Linked DNA regions of Mus musculus: regions 1, 2, 3, 5 and 6 are each linked to region 4. The links are chromatin contacts, called in public HiChIP or PLAC-seq and promoter capture Hi-C maps. All regions are on one chromosome and are shown on one strand. The core of a region is the stretch at or near the end of the contact, and the rest is flanking DNA. Distances in the headings are between cores, read along the strand shown. Region 1 holds the start of Xpot (exportin, tRNA (nuclear export receptor for tRNAs)). Region 2 has its middle 21 kb from the start of Llph. Region 3 holds the start of 1700006J14Rik (a long non-coding RNA gene). Region 4 holds the start of Msrb3 (methionine sulfoxide reductase B3). Region 5 has its middle 46 kb from the start of Llph. Region 6 holds the start of Tbk1 (TANK-binding kinase 1).

What was found. Promoter capture Hi-C pulls out the DNA fragments that hold promoters and counts their contacts. HiChIP or PLAC-seq counts read pairs in DNA pulled down with a chosen protein or histone mark.
Region 1: a promoter capture Hi-C map of liver shows a contact between it and region 4, with 2.3 times the contacts expected there. The contact joins the promoter of Xpot here to the promoter of Msrb3 in region 4. A contact is called at or near these places in 2 of 39 promoter capture datasets (both in liver).
Region 2: an H3K4me3 HiChIP or PLAC-seq map of embryonic limb bud shows a contact between it and region 4, with 6 times the contacts expected there. The contact joins the enhancer-like site here to the promoter of Msrb3 in region 4. A contact is called at or near these places in 4 of 39 promoter capture datasets (cranial neural crest, frontonasal cranial neural crest, maxillary cranial neural crest and 1 more), 1 of 15 datasets of contacts at CTCF or cohesin (the NIH/3T3 cell line), 2 of 484 Hi-C or Micro-C datasets (bone marrow-derived macrophages and muscle stem cells), 16 of 115 datasets of contacts at active chromatin or transcription factors (the NIH/3T3 cell line, bone marrow-derived macrophages, craniofacial prominence and 12 more) and 1 of 9 other capture datasets (embryonic stem cells).
Region 3: a contact with region 4 is called in an H3K4me3 HiChIP or PLAC-seq map of embryonic forebrain, with 4 times the contacts expected there. The contact joins the promoter of 1700006J14Rik here to the promoter of Msrb3 in region 4. A contact is called at or near these places in 1 of 39 promoter capture datasets (cranial neural crest), 1 of 484 Hi-C or Micro-C datasets (cerebellar granule neurons) and 3 of 115 datasets of contacts at active chromatin or transcription factors (bone marrow-derived macrophages, craniofacial prominence and embryonic forebrain).
Region 5: an H3K4me3 HiChIP or PLAC-seq map of embryonic limb bud shows a contact between it and region 4, with 8 times the contacts expected there. The contact joins the enhancer-like site here to the promoter of Msrb3 in region 4. A contact is called at or near these places in 5 of 39 promoter capture datasets (the 3T3-L1 cell line, cranial neural crest, embryonic stem cells and 2 more), 1 of 484 Hi-C or Micro-C datasets (bone marrow-derived macrophages), 12 of 115 datasets of contacts at active chromatin or transcription factors (bone marrow-derived macrophages, craniofacial prominence, embryonic basal ganglia and 7 more) and 3 of 9 other capture datasets (embryonic stem cells, liver and macrophages).
Region 6: a contact with region 4 is called in an H3K4me3 HiChIP or PLAC-seq map of pro-B cells, with 3 times the contacts expected there. The contact joins the promoter of Tbk1 here to the promoter of Msrb3 in region 4. A contact is called at or near these places in 1 of 484 Hi-C or Micro-C datasets (B cells) and 1 of 115 datasets of contacts at active chromatin or transcription factors (pro-B cells).

The regions. Positions count from the first base shown.
Region 1 is chr10:121,624,914-121,627,613 of GRCm38.p6, reverse strand. It overlaps Xpot (exportin, tRNA (nuclear export receptor for tRNAs)), which reads left to right and starts at 1,282. Exons shown (of 25, transcript NM_001081056.2): 1 at 1,282-1,509.
Region 2 is chr10:120,246,284-120,248,983 of GRCm38.p6, reverse strand. No RefSeq gene overlaps it. Among named protein-coding and RNA genes, the nearest start is that of Llph, 21 kb to the right of the region's middle. Within about 2 kb of position 1,398, at least 39 of the 459 cell types and tissues checked have an H3K27ac peak or open chromatin away from gene starts, as enhancers often do. A contact at or near this core is called in bone marrow-derived macrophages and embryonic limb bud, where this site is marked.
Region 3 is chr10:120,362,798-120,365,497 of GRCm38.p6, reverse strand. 1700006J14Rik (a long non-coding RNA gene) reads right to left here and starts at 1,364. Exons shown (of 7, transcript XR_003948966.1): 1 at 1,182-1,364. Hmga2 (high mobility group AT-hook 2) reads left to right here. Exons shown (of 5, transcript NM_010441.3): 5 at 1,202-2,700. The coding sequence ends at 1,246. Gm40783 (a long non-coding RNA gene) reads right to left here and starts at 1,142. Exons shown (of 2, transcript XR_872121.2): 1 at 1-1,142.
Region 4 is chr10:120,897,653-120,900,352 of GRCm38.p6, reverse strand. It overlaps Msrb3 (methionine sulfoxide reductase B3), which reads left to right and starts at 1,382. Exons shown (of 7, transcript NM_177092.4): 1 at 1,382-1,520. It overlaps Gm4473 (a long non-coding RNA gene), which reads right to left and starts at 1,306. Exons shown (of 2, transcript XR_001779656.2): 1 at 937-1,306.
Region 5 is chr10:120,271,461-120,274,160 of GRCm38.p6, reverse strand. No RefSeq gene overlaps it. Among named protein-coding and RNA genes, the nearest start is that of Llph, 46 kb to the right of the region's middle. Within about 2 kb of position 1,365, at least 69 of the 459 cell types and tissues checked have an H3K27ac peak or open chromatin away from gene starts, as enhancers often do. A contact at or near this core is called in craniofacial prominence, embryonic forebrain and embryonic limb bud, where this site is marked.
Region 6 is chr10:121,585,351-121,588,050 of GRCm38.p6, reverse strand. Tbk1 (TANK-binding kinase 1) reads left to right here and starts at 1,257. Exons shown (of 21, transcript NM_019786.4): 1 at 1,257-1,356. Xpot (exportin, tRNA (nuclear export receptor for tRNAs)) reads left to right here. Exons shown (of 25, transcript NM_001081056.2): 25 at 1-671.

The sequences.
Region 1 (2,700 bases), core at 33-2,532, 730 kb before region 4:
AGTGTCACTTATGATAAGTCTAACACGTGTATCAAACTTAATTCATGAAATAGTCAGACCTGGTGACAACCTGGAACTCCAGCACTCTGGAATCTGAAGCAAGAGAACAGTGAAGGCCAGCAAGTTTCAGGCTAACCAGAGCTACATAGTGAGCCTCTCTCTGCCTCTAAATAAAATTAACCAAACCTTACCCTCTGAGGCTGGTACTGTCCCACTCTACATAAAATGAGTAAACTGAGATGGACTTTAACACTCATGATGCCAACAATAATGGAGGTGCAGCCTTAGGATTTAGGTAAGGTTGCTGGAGCTTATACTGCGCCCACACAGTAATAATAGCACGGGATCAAAGAAACAAAGCGAACGGAAGCACGGGACTTGTACGTATGTTTTCCCTCTCTCTTTTCTTTTTTTCTTTTTTTGAGACTGTGTTTCTCTCTGTAGTCCTGGCACTCGCTCTGTAGATGTGGCTACCTCTGCCTCCTCAGTGTTGGGATGAATGGTAATCGCCACCATCACCGGGGACTGCTTTCGGTTTTCTTTTTTTCTTTCTATCTTTTTTTGTAGGCAAATTTAGTAATATTTAAACTGGGCGTGGTGGTTCATGCCAGTAATTCCAGAATTTGTAAAGTTTAGGCCAGCTTGGGAAAAATGAGTGAAAACCAGCCTGGGTTATGGAGTGTGATCTTGCCTCAAAAGCAAAACAAGTAAATAAAAATACAGCGGATTTTTTTTTTTTTTAAAGAGTCCTTAAGCGTCTGGACTCTTGACACGTGGAACCGCTGGAAAGGAATTCAGCAACTGACTCAACACGTGGTTTCAACCACGTCCACTTTTCCGATCTCAGGATCTCCGCACTGCCACCTGACCAGACCCTTCTGGAGGGAGTGGAGAGTTACTAATTCACGCCGACGCTCAAAGCAGAGCGCAACGTGGCCGGTCTTCTAAAAGCTTAGAGGACCTCAGTAACCTGTAGCTAGGAGGGCGGTGTGCACTCTCCCAGCATGCACCACAGGCCCGCCGGCCACGCCCCCTGCGAGCTCCAGGGAGCACGTGCGCGGTCCTCCTCTCGGAAGCGTCCCATGCGCTTTGCACGCTGGGAGTTGTAGTCCCCCGGGCCCAGCCTGCTGGCGGCCGTCTGCACTCTACTTCCATGAGGCTGCTGCTAGCGCGGGTCCGCGCGGTACGACGCGGGGGGCGTGCCTCGCGCTGACTCAGCGGCGGCGTTAGCGGGACCCTGCGCAGTTTTCCTTCCAGGGCCGCCGACTCCGCCCGCCGGCTTGCCAACCTGCCCTCCCCGCTCCGCGCCACGCAAGAGAAGGCGCCCGGGGAACGCCGAGCGCCGAGAGGAGCGCGGCCCGGGCCGGCTCCGGCGCTAGCGCTGCGGCTGTATTGGAGGACTACAGCGACAAGGACGTGGGCCGCTCTCCGTGCTCCCTGCGTACGGCCCGCTCCTTGCGGCTGGCCGACCCTCGGGAGTGCAGGCGAGGAAGAGATATTGGAGTGATGGTGACTGGAGGCGTAGGGCGGCGGGCCGGGGACCCTACGTGGCCGGGCGAGCCGGACTTGGGGTTGGGGACGATCGGTGGCGGCCGCGTCCCTAGTGCGTGGCTGCCGGTTGCCGGGTGTTTCATCACCCGAGTGGCCACGAGGCTTCGCTCTGGGAGGGATCCGGGCGAAGGATAGGGGGCGAGGCCGGCCTAGGAGGCTGCCCCCCAACCCCATTTGTGATAGTTTTAGAGTGCGTCCCACCAGTTTGAGCTGTAGGGACCTCAAAGTTGATCCGCTTCCCACCCCGGGACAAATAGGAGAGAAAGTGTTATTTCTGCGTAGTAATTTGCCAGCAGGGACAGCCTTTTCCCCTTTTTGCTTCTTTACAGTCTTGCAGCCACGGAAAAGCTTGATGTTCCCTGTAACCTGAAAAACGAGTACTTTTTGGAAGCCTTAATTAGTTGTTACTGGGGGAAGTTACGTTGTATTAAAGCGACTTGTCAACTTGATGTTAAAAGGCTGGAAAGATTCAGTCGGTCTCAAACAGGCTTAAGTAGGTGTGGAGGAATTTTCCACATTGTTTGATTATTCTTGACTTAATGGCTGAGGGAAAAATTAAGGCTTCCAATTTTACATGTTTTTTTTTCGCTCCCCCCACCCCCACATCCACCTTTGCAGGTAGTATAAGATGTTTACCATATTGTAACAATGTTTAAGCCTGCAAGGCTCTGCATCGGTAGGTCAGAAAGCTAAGCTTCCTTTGCCGGTCTTTATTAGGCAATCGTTACCTTTTAACCCTGTGTTTTATTCACAGATAGGTGGTTTACCATCTCATTTTATTTTGGTTTGATGTTTTTTTCCGATTGTGTAGAGGGCGAAGGTTTGTGAGGGATTCCTCACTATGGAACAAGTTTGCTGAGGATTTTTTTTGTTGGTGTTGAGCATGTGCTCGGCTGGGCCTCTTATTTATCTTTTTTCCTCTTGTCAAGATTAGCGTGAAATGACAAAACGCTTAAGCAGTTTTTTTCCCAAAGCAATGGATAATTTAAAGGAACTCTAGTGGATTTCTCAATCAGGGGTTTACAGACAGTCTTACACCGACTTTTCTCTCTGAGCATTTTTAGCAGGAATACTACTTTACTTTAAGAATGTTTCAAGTTGTGCATCCTGCGTGCCTGTCTCTGACTTTGTACCCTATTGGAGGCATGC
Region 2 (2,700 bases), core at 149-2,648, 650 kb after region 4:
TTTTTAAAGAACAAAACAAAATTTTTGAAAATTGTACCTGATAATTAAGTCTCTCTGGGAGGCCATATGTTGATCCAGGTGTGGGGCGTTTGTTTATAAAGAAGTTTTTTTTTTGAAAGCTGGCTACACTTAGAGATAATCTCTGTAAGGTTGGTCTCACTCACCTACATTTAAGTTAAACCACTTGATTTCAATTAAATAAAGCCATGGTGTGTTCCATAGCAAGTATTCCCAGGTCTGAGGCGGCTGCAGTTACTTACTTCAGTTTAAGAAACATTATGGGGGGGGGGGGGGAGAGAGCTGACTCAGGATGTCAGCCCACTGCCTCCTCTTGCAGAGACCCAGATTCAATTCCCAGCACCCACACTGTGCACGCAACCACCCGTAACTCCAGATCCAGCGATTCTGATGCCCTCTTCTGGCCTCTGCAGGCATTTGATTCTTGGACTACACAGACACCCGTGCAGGAAAAACACCAACACACATAAAAAACAACTCTTCAAAACAAACAAACAAACAAGGAACCATTGTCAACCACTTCCAATTGGAAGGGGGGGAAAAAAAAAGAACTCATTTATAAAAGTCCAAACTATTTATAAAAGAACATTCAAGAACCTGTAGTTGATCGTATATGAGAAAGTGGTCAGGGTTTGGTATGGAAGGAGAGAAACGTCATATGTATCTGAGTTCATCATGTGTACTTTTGCATGTTAAATAGAAAGGAACTATCTCAGCAGGTAAAGTGTCAAGATTGGAAGCAAGAGGACCTGAGCTTTGGTAACCAGAACCCACTGCAAACCCTGTATGGCGGTGTCAGGAGGAAGAGAAGGAGGAGGGGGAAGAGGGGGAAGAGGAGAAGGGGAGGAGAAGGAAGAGGAGAAGGAGGAAGGAGAAAGAGGAGGAGGAGGAAGAAGACAGGGAAGGGGAGAGGAGGAGAAGGAGGAAGGAGGAGGAGGAGAGGGAGAAGAAGAAGAAGAAGAAGAAGAAGAAGAAGAAGAAGAAGAAGAAGAAGAAGAAGAAGAAGAAGAAGAAGAAGAAGAAGAAGAAGAAGAAGAAGAAGAAGGGGGGGGGGGAAGAGAAAAAAGAGGAAGAAAGTGAATTCTGCTTTAATACTTGAAAGTGCACCGTTAAATTTCCCTCTTCTATGTCTTGGTGGCTAGGGCATCCCTAGCAGTTTAAATATGGCTGATATTTACATCTCATCTGCTAATACTTTGTAGGGAATTAGTTTAAGCAATTAAAACCTTCCCCTTCCCCCTACCACCCATAAAACAGAGGGCTGTGAAAGAAGAAGCCAACTAGCTGCTTCTAGTCCAAACTGAAACTTGATGCAGTTTTAGTAATTGCTTCCTCAAGACCCTTTACTGCCATCTGTGGGGCATTTACAGGTATTACCGCCCAGACTCCCTGCTGACTTCAAGACAATAGAGAATTAGGGGGTTGTGGGGAGAAGGGACCGTGGCCTACAGGACTGTGAGAAATGCCTCCAAACAGACTTCTGGGTCCTTCCAAAGGCTGACACTGCTCCTGTCTGCACATCACTGATAAACGGCTGAGTCCTTCAGGTAGGTCTCTCCTGCTGTTGCCTTCCTGCAAACGCCTGTTGCATCCAGGTCTCGAGAAGGAATGTTGCTGTTGTATCTGGAGGTCCCTGCAGGCCACGGCAAAGATCCCTTCAGCAGTGTAGGACCCTCTCTGGGGGAAATGGTTTTTAAGGAGTGTGAATTCAACTTTCCATCACTTCTGGAGGCAGGGCCATAAATTCCAAAGGTCTCGGGCAGGCCTGGTGGAATGCAGCATTTCAGACAAGCTCCAACGATGGGAAACAGATTCAAGTAGGTGCCATCAAAGAAGGCAACTGGTCATTGGAGACGCAGCTGAGGTTGGGGTACTGGGGGTTCAGGGAGAGGAGAGGACAAGAGAGAAGCCCTGTGGGGCTCAGGCAGCCAGGAAGCCCCTCATCATAAAGACAGAAATAAGGTTTGGCTTCATTCTTTTCAGCCCACTGATTGCTTTATTTCAAATTATCCTAACTACTTAGCATGGTAAATTAAGTTGAAACCCCCACAAGTTTGAGGAGGATGTCATCTAATCTGATTAAAAGGAATATTCCTCGTCACAGGCTGGGAAGGAAATGAAAATTACTCAGAGTGCACCGCTATTTGCTAATTTGCATAGGCTTGCACATGCTATGCATCAGAAGAGCATATGCTCTTTACTTTTAATGAAATAATTTCCCCTCTCTAAAGACCGTTAGAGTCTCTGTCCTTCCTATCTGTCTTTCTTTCTTCCCATCTGTCTCTTTTTGAATGTTAAGATTATTTCATGGGAAGGGTACATAAAATATGCTAATAATCTCCCCGCTGCGGGCAGGGCTGGGAGGTCCTGCTGCTGCCTCGCTGAGCGTCCCAAAGGTCCCCCTTGCCAATCTCATATAATTAAAGGCTCCCTTTACAGCCCTTAGAAGGTTAGACTTGATTCATCTGAGGCTTCCATTGATGGGGCAGGCGGTTTAAACCCAATCCTTTGGCTCGACTTCCCAAATAACTTCTTCCTGACCCCAAGGAATAGCGCCTAAATCAAAATGAAAATGAAGGGGAGAAAAATCTCCATCAAGCTCATGCCAACCCCCATCAGCAAGGTCTGTGATGGTCCCCTTGTGGCTGCGCATGCGCTGTCACTACCTTTGAAAGGTGGCTG
Region 3 (2,700 bases), core at 115-2,614, 530 kb after region 4:
AGCGGGGTATAAATTGTGTCAGTTAGCCACCCAGACGAAATGAAGCCATGTGGAAAATCAAATCTATTAAAGTATGAAGGCTGTTGTAAGCTGGCCATTCTTAAAGGGGCTTCATTGGCTGCTGGAGTAAATGTTTACCCCTCTCCCAGATCTGTTTCACATGCCGTCTTTGGAGCCAGCCGGCAGCGTTTGATAAAAATCATCCTCCCACTAACGACACTCTTTATCGGAAATGTTTATTAGCTCCGCTTTACCGCCCATGTCCTGAAAGGTATTGCAGGTTTGTTAAATAAGCAGAAGTTAAAAAGAACTTTGTAGCTCACACCAGCTTGCAGGAACCCCAACAAATTCCAGAGCCATAAGGAATGAGGGGAAAGGGGGGCTGGGGTGGAGTTAGATTTATATGGGCGAGAGGCCCTGAGAAAACATATATATTAGGTTTTCTCTGCTTGGCTGGCCCACCGTTAAATGTTTGCCTGATGTTGACGGATTTAGTATTGAGATTGAACAGTTATGTCAAACTTAGCCCATTGCCTCAAAATGTGTTTTAATAAATGTAAAAATAAGGAAACTGCTCTCAGGAGCAATGTACTTGCAGGATGGGTCTGCTGTCGCTCTCCCACAGCCTTGGCTGAGGAGTTGTATACCAGCCCTGTTTGACCCAAACCTGCCCCTACTTGCCTTATATATAAGGGGTATATTGTTTGTCTGTACACTAAGGAACCCATCTAAAAAAACACACACACATCTAGCAAACGCCCAAACAGCATCAACTAGCAAAAGTTCAAATAGCATCAGCTACCATTACCAACATTTGGTGGGTGGGTTGACTTTCAAGAGCAGCTTTTTAAACCCGATGACTGTGGCACACCATGGGGAGAAACCAACTCTTTCTTGGTGAGTGAAGTCTCCAGAGACCCCACAGGCTACTTCTGACGGTAAACAATTGAATTTGCTGACCAGCAGCCATGGTGCCTTAAGTCAACAGTGACAAAAAACAGCCCAGGAAAAAAGACAACCCCTTGATTCCTCAATGACACGGGTTGAGTGCCTGGGAATAGAGGTCAGGCAGTGTCCCCCACCATGTTCCGCTTAAGCAAGCTCAGCGTGGTGCAGGCGACTCCTGGTTACAGGAGTGGTACTCTGGGCAAGCATTGTTCCCCAAACAAGGCCTAACCCACCTGCCTTCCGTGTGTTGCAGGAGACTGAAGAGACATCCTCGCAAGAGTCCGCAGAGGAGGATTAGGGGGCGCCGACATTCAATTTCTACCTCAGCATCAGTTGGATCTTTTGAAGGGAGAAGACACTGCAGTGACCAGTTATTCTTAACTGCCACGGTCTTTCTACTTCCTGCGGGGTGGGGCGGGGGCGGGGCTGGGCGAGGGGCGGGGCCGGGGTGGGCGAAATCGCATAACCTTGAGAAGGACTATATTAATCACTTTGTAATCCCTTCACAGTCCCAGGTTTAGTGAAAAACTGCTGTAAACACGGGGGACACAGTTTAACAATGCAACTTTTAATGACTGTTTTCTTTTTCCTTAACTTACTAATAGTTTGTGGATCTGATAAGCAAGGGTGTGTGGTTGAAGAAAACCTCTGTGGTGGGCTTAATCAGTCACTACATGCAAACCCTAAACCGGCACCCTGGTGACCGGGGGCATTCGTATAAGAAAAGCATTGTGTGTGACTCTGTGTCCACTCAGATGCCACCCCCACCATGATCATAGAAAATCTGCTTAGGACACCAAAGATGAGAACTAGACACTACTCTCCTTTCTTTGTGTATAATCTTGTAGACACTTACTTGATTTTTTTTTCTTTTTTTACTTTTCAATTCTGAATGAGACAAAATGCTGGTGTATCTTTTCATACAGCTAGCAAACCAGAATAGGTTATGCTCGTTTTTTGCTTTGTTTTGTTTTTCAAAAAGGGAAGTAAACGAGAACCGTTGACTCCTCCATTTATGGACTCATACACAGCAGCAGGAGTGATAAGCCCACAAGCTCTCTTTCCCGCCTCGGGAAATCTACACAGCCAAAAGCCACTTAGCCATAAATGACACTTGTCAGCCTTGAAGCATCGGAGATAACTAGCTGAGTAAAATGATCCTGTTTTGGAATTTAATGAAAAGGTTAACAGTACCCAATGAACCCACCCAAGTGATGACATGGGAGGAGCGAAACCGAAATCTCTTTTGCTATATAAAGGACACTATTTTTTAAAAAAAAATAATAAAAACAGCTCCCGCTCTCTGTCCTCTCTCCCTCCCTTCTCTCCCTCGCCTCTCTCTCCTCTCTATATTCCCTGTTCTTCATTGTGTACCAGTGTCCGTGAAAGACCGCAGTACCACTTACCTCAGATGAAGCCTGCGTGTTACATCCTGTAACACCTTTCATTTTGACATAAGATGGCTAGCCGAGGTGCATTATCTTGGTTCGGACTGCCATCTCTGCATTCACGCTGCACTTTTAGCCAGAGATGCAATAATCCCCACTCCTCAATACTACCTCTGAATGCTACAGTGAATTTACAGCCCTGCACTTGTTACACGCTGCTAGACACAAGCCCTGCAAGAGAAAGGAAAAAAAAAAGCCCACCAAAACCAAACCAAACCTTACTGGGTCGGCATCTCAGCCATCCCCAGTTCTCGACCATTCTTCTCTGTACTCTTACTCCGTCTCAGCAGGCTATGCATGTTTC
Region 4 (2,700 bases), core at 133-2,632:
ACACTGCTAATTCGTGAAGCGAAATCTGCCCATCTGTTGGGTGTAATTCACGGGATGTTTTAGAAGCGGCCGATTGCAAATACACTATGTTTTGGCTTGGGGGCCTTCCTGTGTTGCCAGAATCGAGTTTGTTTAGAAATGAGGTTTACTAACTTTCAAATAAAGCATCTTCAAGCGCGGCGTGATGGACAAATTACCCCCCTCTAGTTCATGTTAGAATAATCCACCCTCTAAATCTGCTTGACATTTCCCCCGTCCGTGTTTGACATCAATTAATCACTTTTGCAGCATCTTAATATGCTGAGAAGTAATTGTATAACATCCCACATCTCCAGATCCTGTCAAACATTTGTTTGGGTGTGTGTGGATATATATTATAGTAATTAAGGCATAATTACATTCATTGTCTTGAGAGAGGGTCATTTGGATCTGATTAATTGTGGAGTTTAGTGCCAAAAAAAAAAAAAAAAAAAAAAAAAAAAGTCAGGTTCGCACGCGCTTGGCCTGTAATCAAACATCTGGGACTGACATTTTGGTCATCAGAGGTAGCGCCCTTAAAATACATTATCAAAGTTCCTCTTTGGACAGTGTGCAAAAGTAAGTGTGTGTGTGTGTGTGTGTGTGTGTGTGAGAGAGAGAGAGAGAGAGAGAGAGAGAGAGAGAGAGAGAGTGAGTTGGGGTTTGGGGGAGAGATTGTATCAGTGAATATTGAGTCAAGGTGAGGAGGAATGTCCTGTAAAACAGCTCTAGCTGGAGCGAAAACTTTTCCGGCCTGCTTTGACTCCATATATGGTGTTCAAGTAAAATTTCAGGGACTGCCCTTTTGCTGAATCTTACTACAACACACACACACACACACACACACACACACACACACACACACTCACTCACACACACTCACTCACACATAGTGGGGGATTATAAGGACATTCTCACCTGGACATAGTGGGTGTGGTGAGGTCCCCTCCAGGTGCGACCCCTGGGACGCAGTCGGTGGTCCTCTGTATTATGGGTATTCAGTAGGCACAAGAGCGACCATGTCACACCTTAACTGGCACTTCACAGCCTCTTTGGTACAGGCCAGGACTTTTGGTCCTTAGCTCTCAGGCGCCCTGACCCTACAGTAAAGGTCTCAGGTGGATGCTGCCAGGGGGCTCTGCTACGGGTTGCCCACGCGCGGAAGCCCTGTTCCCGCAGGGCTGGCCCGGGGCGGTGGAGGCGGCGCCGGAGGCGGGAGTTGGCGGCGGCCGCGTCCCGGGCAGCGGGCCCCGTCCGCGGCCAGCGCGCTCCGCCGTCCTCCCTCGCTTGTCTGCTATGCTCATATTTGGACTCGGCCGCCCGTGCCCAGGAATTTCCCGTCATGCCTCCCGCCGCCCCGTCTGTCGCCCGGAGCCGGGAGGGAGGAGGGATCGGACAGCGGAGGCTCGTCTTCCCCAAGAGTGCGCGGCGGACCCTCCCGTGCCCAATCGCGCTCTGCCTGGGTCTCTGCCTAGCCGCGGCCGCGGCCACCACGACGCGCGGTGAGTCCCCGCCTCGCCCCATCCGGCCCTCCGATCCCTCCGAGTCAGCCTGGGACCCGGAGTGTTTCCCCCCACCCCCACCCCCGTCCCGGGAGCGCCCGCGCCGCCCCCTCAGTCTTGAGAGTCATCCCCCTGCCGTAGAGTCTCGGCGTGGACCCCGGAGACGCTCCTCGCCAACGAGGGGACAGCGCAGAACGAGGTCAGGCGGGAGAGCCCGCGCCCCGCCGGCCGCCGCGCTGACACCTTACCCGTCCCCAACGGGAACCTGAGCCGCCGTCCTCGCGCGGGTCCTCGGGGAGGCTCAGTGAGGTGGTCGGGGGCGCGGGCTGCAGCTCCGAGGGCGCGTCTCTCTCTCTTTCGGGCCTCTCCGCAGCTGCGGCCGGGGGATAACGGGCCAGGGCGTGGGAACCAGGAAGGCGTCGCCAGGCCCCTGGGGACAGGGGCGCACCCCGGACCGGGCTGGCGGCTCATAGGCCCAAACAGGTACCAGCAAAACTCCAGGGGGCAGGTACCAGTTCTGTCTTCTTTTCAAGTGAAAACAAGCATCAGAGCCCCCCCCCCCCGCCTCCCTTTTTATTTCTTAAACTTTTCCACTGGGCTATTTCAAGTCAGACTATCTGAATAAAAAGTACTGTTCCTGCCTTTGTAGGTTATGCGATAAGTGGGGGCAATAAGGATTTAAAAGAATTTTCTTTGAATCATATGTAAAGTATTAGAGAGCTTTCTTTCTTCTTTCTCTCTCTCTTTCTTTCTTTCTTTCTTTCTTTCTTTCTTTCTTTCTTTCTTTCTTTCTTTCTTTCTTTCTTTCTTTCTTTCTTCCTATTTCCATTGCGTGTCAAAAAACTAATTATTTGAAGTCCAAAGGGGAGGTTTTAAAGGAAAATATTAAGTTGCAGGGGCTCTTGAATTTGGACAGAGTAAACAAATCAAAGCTTGATTCATTTTGTCTGGCAAGGCAAAACGTTATAATCACCAGAAACCTGGATTATGTGGGAGGTGTTAGGTGGTCGCTGTGTTGCCTATGGCTAGGATAGCCTGAACTGTCAAAATGAGGTTCGGCTAGCCAGGACACAACGCACACTTGAGTTGACAGTCGACTACACCCTGTGCAGCATAAAAGACAAAATAGGTTTTAAAGGTACTTTGATGTATAAAATGTTATCCAGGGAAGATTCTCAGG
Region 5 (2,700 bases), core at 116-2,615, 630 kb after region 4:
AATGGGTTAAGTGTCAGCCATGAGACGGAAATGACTTCCTATAGAGTCAGCCATCCCTCCTACTCTCGAGGCAAACGGTGCTGCAAAAGGCTCTCAGGCAGTAAAGGGATACACTGGTCCATGCTGCTGAGCATGCGTCTGGGATGCACACTTATTTACCACACACCACATCTGTCTGGGATGCACACTTATTTACCACACACCACATCTGTCTGGGATGCACACTTATTTACCACTCGCCACATGTGTCTGGGATGCACACTTATTTACTCCGCACCACATGTGTCTGGGATGCACTCTTATTTACCACACACCACATCTGTCTGGGATGCACACTTATTTACCACACACCACATCTGTCTGGGATGCACACTTATTTACCACACACCACATCTGTCTGGGATGCACACTTATTTACTGTGTACTATGTTCAATTTAAGGAAAATAAATGTGAAGGCAGCAACCATGAAGGACAGAGGGCATGGGTTTTCTGTAATTGCAAGGAGACTTGGGTAATGCTGTGTGCATGTTTGATTTAAAATGTTAAAATATTAACAGAAGTTTTCTATAGCAGAGTGTTCCTATCACAGTGAAGTGACTCATAAGAATGCTAAATTCAAACCAGATGGGCACAAACATTACTGGGCGAAAAAAAAAATCATATATTTGGGAGTCAGCGTGGGTCGTCATAAAAATGAAGACCTTGTCGGAGTTCCTGAAGATTGAACTTGCAGAAGTGAAAAGGGAAACAAGGGGAGAGATATTCTCGACTTCCTCTGCGTTAGACAGGCCACCGTCAATTAGAAGAGCTAACATTTATAAAACTTTAGATTGCCGTTTTAATTCATAAAAGATGACTGTTACAGTCCAGAGAGCTCAGATGTGCCAGAGCCCAGGATTCATTAGTTCAGCCGCATGCCACCCTAATAGTGCCCAAGACTCATCTTACTTCCTTCCCGCCCTAAGTCACCCTCATTGAAGATCTATGTGGTATAGAAACTTCCAGCCTGGCCTTTAGTATTCTCCCAGCAAACCACAGAGGAAAATTCCCATTGCAGGGTCAGACACCCAACCAAATCTCTGCTCTCTTAGTTTGTTTGTTTGTTTTTGTTTGTTTTGTTTTTCCCTCCGAGCTTTTCCCCGTTTTCAGATGATCTGCCCCATGTGCTGTGTTTAAATGCGTATGTACCCTACAAGAAGAAAAATATGTGGTCTCGGAATTAATACTTTTTTTTGACTTATAGGGAAATTCCAGTTGTGTTTAACTTGGACTGTGGGATCCGGGAGCTTTACAGAGAGGAGAAACGACGACGAGTGTGTTTTGAGCAGAAATGTGAATCAGGAGTTCCCCACTGTTTGGTTGCTGGAATCCCAGACAACACGGGGAGAAATGATAAGCGCATAATTTAGTCTGGCAGCCGTAGCACTCAGCCTGCGAGCTTGTCAGGTTCTGACTAGGGATGAGAGACCTCCCAGGGACAAGAAGGTACTTCAGGAAACGGTGTTTCTGATTCCGTAGGTGGCCTCTTTCTCCCTGGGTCCCTGTGAATAAGATGCCCGCGTGGTGTTAGGGGGCACTGTGCTCAACTGTGCTGTTTACCTTTCTGAAGAAACCTAAAACCACAGACCTAACCATTTGTGGCCACCGGAGATCTTACAGCGGACTCTCTAAGGCCAGTTGTGTTAACTCCAGAATGCTGGCCCGAGTCCAGCTCAAGTAATTACATTCTGCTCCCCTCAAACTCCCCCTGTAGTTTCCACTGAATCCGATAGTCTGGACCCTCCATCAAGCAGCCTGGCCGGCTCGGTGGTGGTTAGCATTCCACAGAGAGGCAGCCTGTAAGTCCAAGCTGGAAGAAATGAGTGTTCCATCCCCACCAAGCTGCGGCAAATTGGAATTAGCTAGTGTTCATGAAAGCCTCGGGAAACCCGTTTTTTTGAGTGTGTTCACAATCAAAGCTACCTCCTTTGCCCTAGGGAGCCACCTCTGCGAGTGTCGCTTTAACGAAAACGAGTATAGAGATCCTGGGAGGGCAGAGTAGAGTCCTACTCACCTCTGACCTGGAAATACCCTATCTGGGGCAGGGCCAGCAGGGGAGGTGAGTTGAGAAAGCACCGCTCTAACTGTAACAAAGCTCAGAGGCCAGAGAAAAGGAGAAGGGTCTGCGAATGACGTCATATTACGAAGGAATAAAGGATCTTGGGAGGTTTAGCTAAAAGGGGAGAGAGAGGGGCGGGGGGGGGGGGGAGAAAAGAAAGAAGAGGGAGGGGAAAGGAGCAAAGAAAGAAAAAGAAGAAGGAAGGAAGGCAGGTAGGCAGGCAGGCGAGAAGTTAAAATAATTATAAAGAACAAAAGGGGGAAGTAGGAGGGAGGAAAGGGCGAAGAGTGGAGATGAGCAAAAGGGAAAGAGAGAAAGAAGAAACCAAGGGCAGGAGAGAGAGAGAGAGGGAGAGAGAGAGAGAGAGAGAGAGAGAGAGAGAGAGAGAAGGCAGGGAAGTAGAAGAAAAAGGAAGGAAGCTGATATTTAGTACACGGGGCTGATATTTAGATATACGGGGCAGAACCAGAACGAAGGAGGAGTAAGAAACCAGAGACACAGAGCAGAGCCTCCCTCCCTGCTCTGGCCTGCAGGGTCCTTCCTTTCTCACACACCACCTCCATGCATCTTAGCCACTCAGCTCAAAGCCTGACACCTAATG
Region 6 (2,700 bases), core at 8-2,507, 690 kb before region 4:
TGGTAGCTACCTCATAACTTGTAAAGAATCCAATGAATTAAAACACAGGTCTCAGTATTAGCTTGTATTACTGTACTATCGAGTCCATACACGGCTCTCTAAAGCCCTACAGAGGGTTCATGTGTTTAGACCTGAGAAATCAGGACATGGAAATCAGAGCATATACATAAGGAACTTAATTTTAATGTAATCATGTCTAATGATCCTCATCTTCATTCCTTGAGATTACCCAAGTACCGTCATGACCAAGAAGCCTTTCCGTCATTGAGTACCTGATTTTTAAAAGCAAGCACCCAAATAATTCTCTCTAGGGAATCTCATTTGTTACAGGTGAGAAGACAGAGGGTTTTATGGTGCCTGAGTTAGTCCTGTGCCTAACCAGTGGAGTTTCCGTCTCTGTGCTTGCTAATAGTTTCACAAGTGGCTTGACTTTTTTAGAAGTATTATGTGGTATTTTACTGTGTATCACTTCTGTGGTAAACATGTGAAGTCCTTTGGCTTAGTCATACTTCATAACTTTTGAACGTTGGGTTTTTTGTTGGAAGAAACTTGGATGAATCTGTCATGTCATTAACAGAACTGAAATATTCTATTGTAAGACGTGCATTTGCGGTTAGAATGGTCTTGTTGCCTAAACTGTCTAAAATTCTAATAAAATAACTTTCTAAGAAGTCATTGGAGTGGGCCTTTTAAAATCTCCATTTTGAGTTTGATGAAAACGGATTAGAAGTGGGCAGAGATTCAGCTTCAGCCCCCTGTTTCAGTCAACGCCTCTGCCAGCCCTTAACCACTCCCGGCTCCCGTCCTCGGAGATCTGCTCGCCCTCGGTCTGGAGGGTGCCTTAGGTAGAAAGAGGAATTTGGTGCATCGTGCTTCCTTGGAAGCAAATCCTTGTAAGGAATGCCTGCTTGAGCAGGACCTGATCATACAGCAGTTTACCTCTTAAGTTGTCAAGTTCAAGTCTCCAGTGTTACCATTTTCAAAAACAGAAACTGAAAGCGACTTAAAGAGTACTGATGGCATGAACGGATACTTGCTTCACGCAGCAGCCAAGCGACGTTGAAACACAAACCCGCCCCATCTACTCTGCGAAAGCGATCGGCGGCCAGCCCGCTGTCCACGGGTGGCCGTGGGCGTCACCTCCTTGCCGCACGCCGGCCGCCCCGCACTCCCTTAGCTCCTCCCGCCCGCACTGGAGACTGCAGCCCAGCGAGCTCGGCCGCCGCGGAGTACGCACGCGCAGGCGCGCCCCGCACTCGGTCACGTGCTCCGTGGCCCGGGCTGGCGAAGCCGGAAGTAGCCTGGGGCGCGAGAAGGCCCGGGAGCCGCGGGCTGTACGCGGCGGACACTCGCGGGGTAAGAGGGGCGGGCGGAGGCCGGTGGGGGCGGACGGGGCCGGAGGGGCCGGGCGGGGGCGCGCCCAGGGGTCGGGGAGGCGGCGTGCTGAGTCAGCGCGGGGCCGCGGCCCCGGGAGCCCCGCAGCCTCGCGCTCGCCCGGGATGGGCCCTGGCGGCCGCCCGGGCACCGGGGCTGCCCTGGCCGGAGTTGACTCGCCGCTCCCACCCTTGGTCCAGCTGCCGCCGCCGGCAGTTTTTAGACGGACTGGCGTTCCCGAGGGTTGACTCACCCGAGGATACCGGCACCAGACGTTTTTAATGTACACAGCGAAATGCAAACCCCCCTGTCTTCTCGTTCCTCCCCGACCTGCTGGATTTATTTCCCGGATCCATTCCCCTGGTGTTTTCTGTCAGGCGTCCCAAGACGGATTCTCCCCCGAGAACTGTCAAAACCCGACCTTTCCCATTCCGGGACCTCTGCTATCTACGGAGTAAATGGGTGACATAGAGGGAGAGTTGGGAAATCCTGGAACTTTTGTCCCTACACCATGTCACCAGACCTGTTTTATCCTCGGTAACTTTCGCTTTAAGCAATCAAAGGAAGTAGACTGCCTACAGAATCACAGATAACTTACTTGTTGAATGCCAGATAATACACTTGTCAGGATTTGGGGAGATTTACATAGCAAGCATCCGTTGGGTGTGCTGAGTCATGTTTTAGTCCCGAGGGGGTTCCTGGAAAAGTTTCAGACCATTACTATTGCGGACCCATCTTTTTATATTGGTATAGAGAGAGAGCTTATCTTATATATCTTAGCTGATAAATATGTTTTCAGCTACCCACTAGAGACATATGCGCACTTGGTGATGAATCTGTCCTTTACAGTTATTTAACAGCAGTGCAGCATCAATTAGGGAAGGTTTCCCGTTACATATTTGGGTTTATCGCCCCTTGAATGGAGCGTACGTAGTTAAGTGGTAAGTGCATTTGTTGTTTTCGAAAAGGGTTCCTTTTTTGCTTACTTCAAATAGACAGATGGCTGTACAATTTCTTATCTAAATTACATAGGTGATAAAATTCTAAGTATAAGTACTGTGTAAGAGATTGTCGAACCTTGGACTCTTGGGCATTTCCCAGGACCCTAACTTGGAAGATCAGAGTTCTAGCTTACTGGAAATGGACTTGCTATCTGACCTCACAACAGTCTTAAAGGAGTCTGATCTGTCTGGTGTTGGTGCCATCTATTCGGTTGCATGGCCTTCTTGTGTTAAAAGTCAAGTCTGCAGTTGGTACATCTTAGGATTTGGTAATATATACTTGGTGTGTGTATATACATCCTGTCCATTTAGAAGTAAGGGGAAT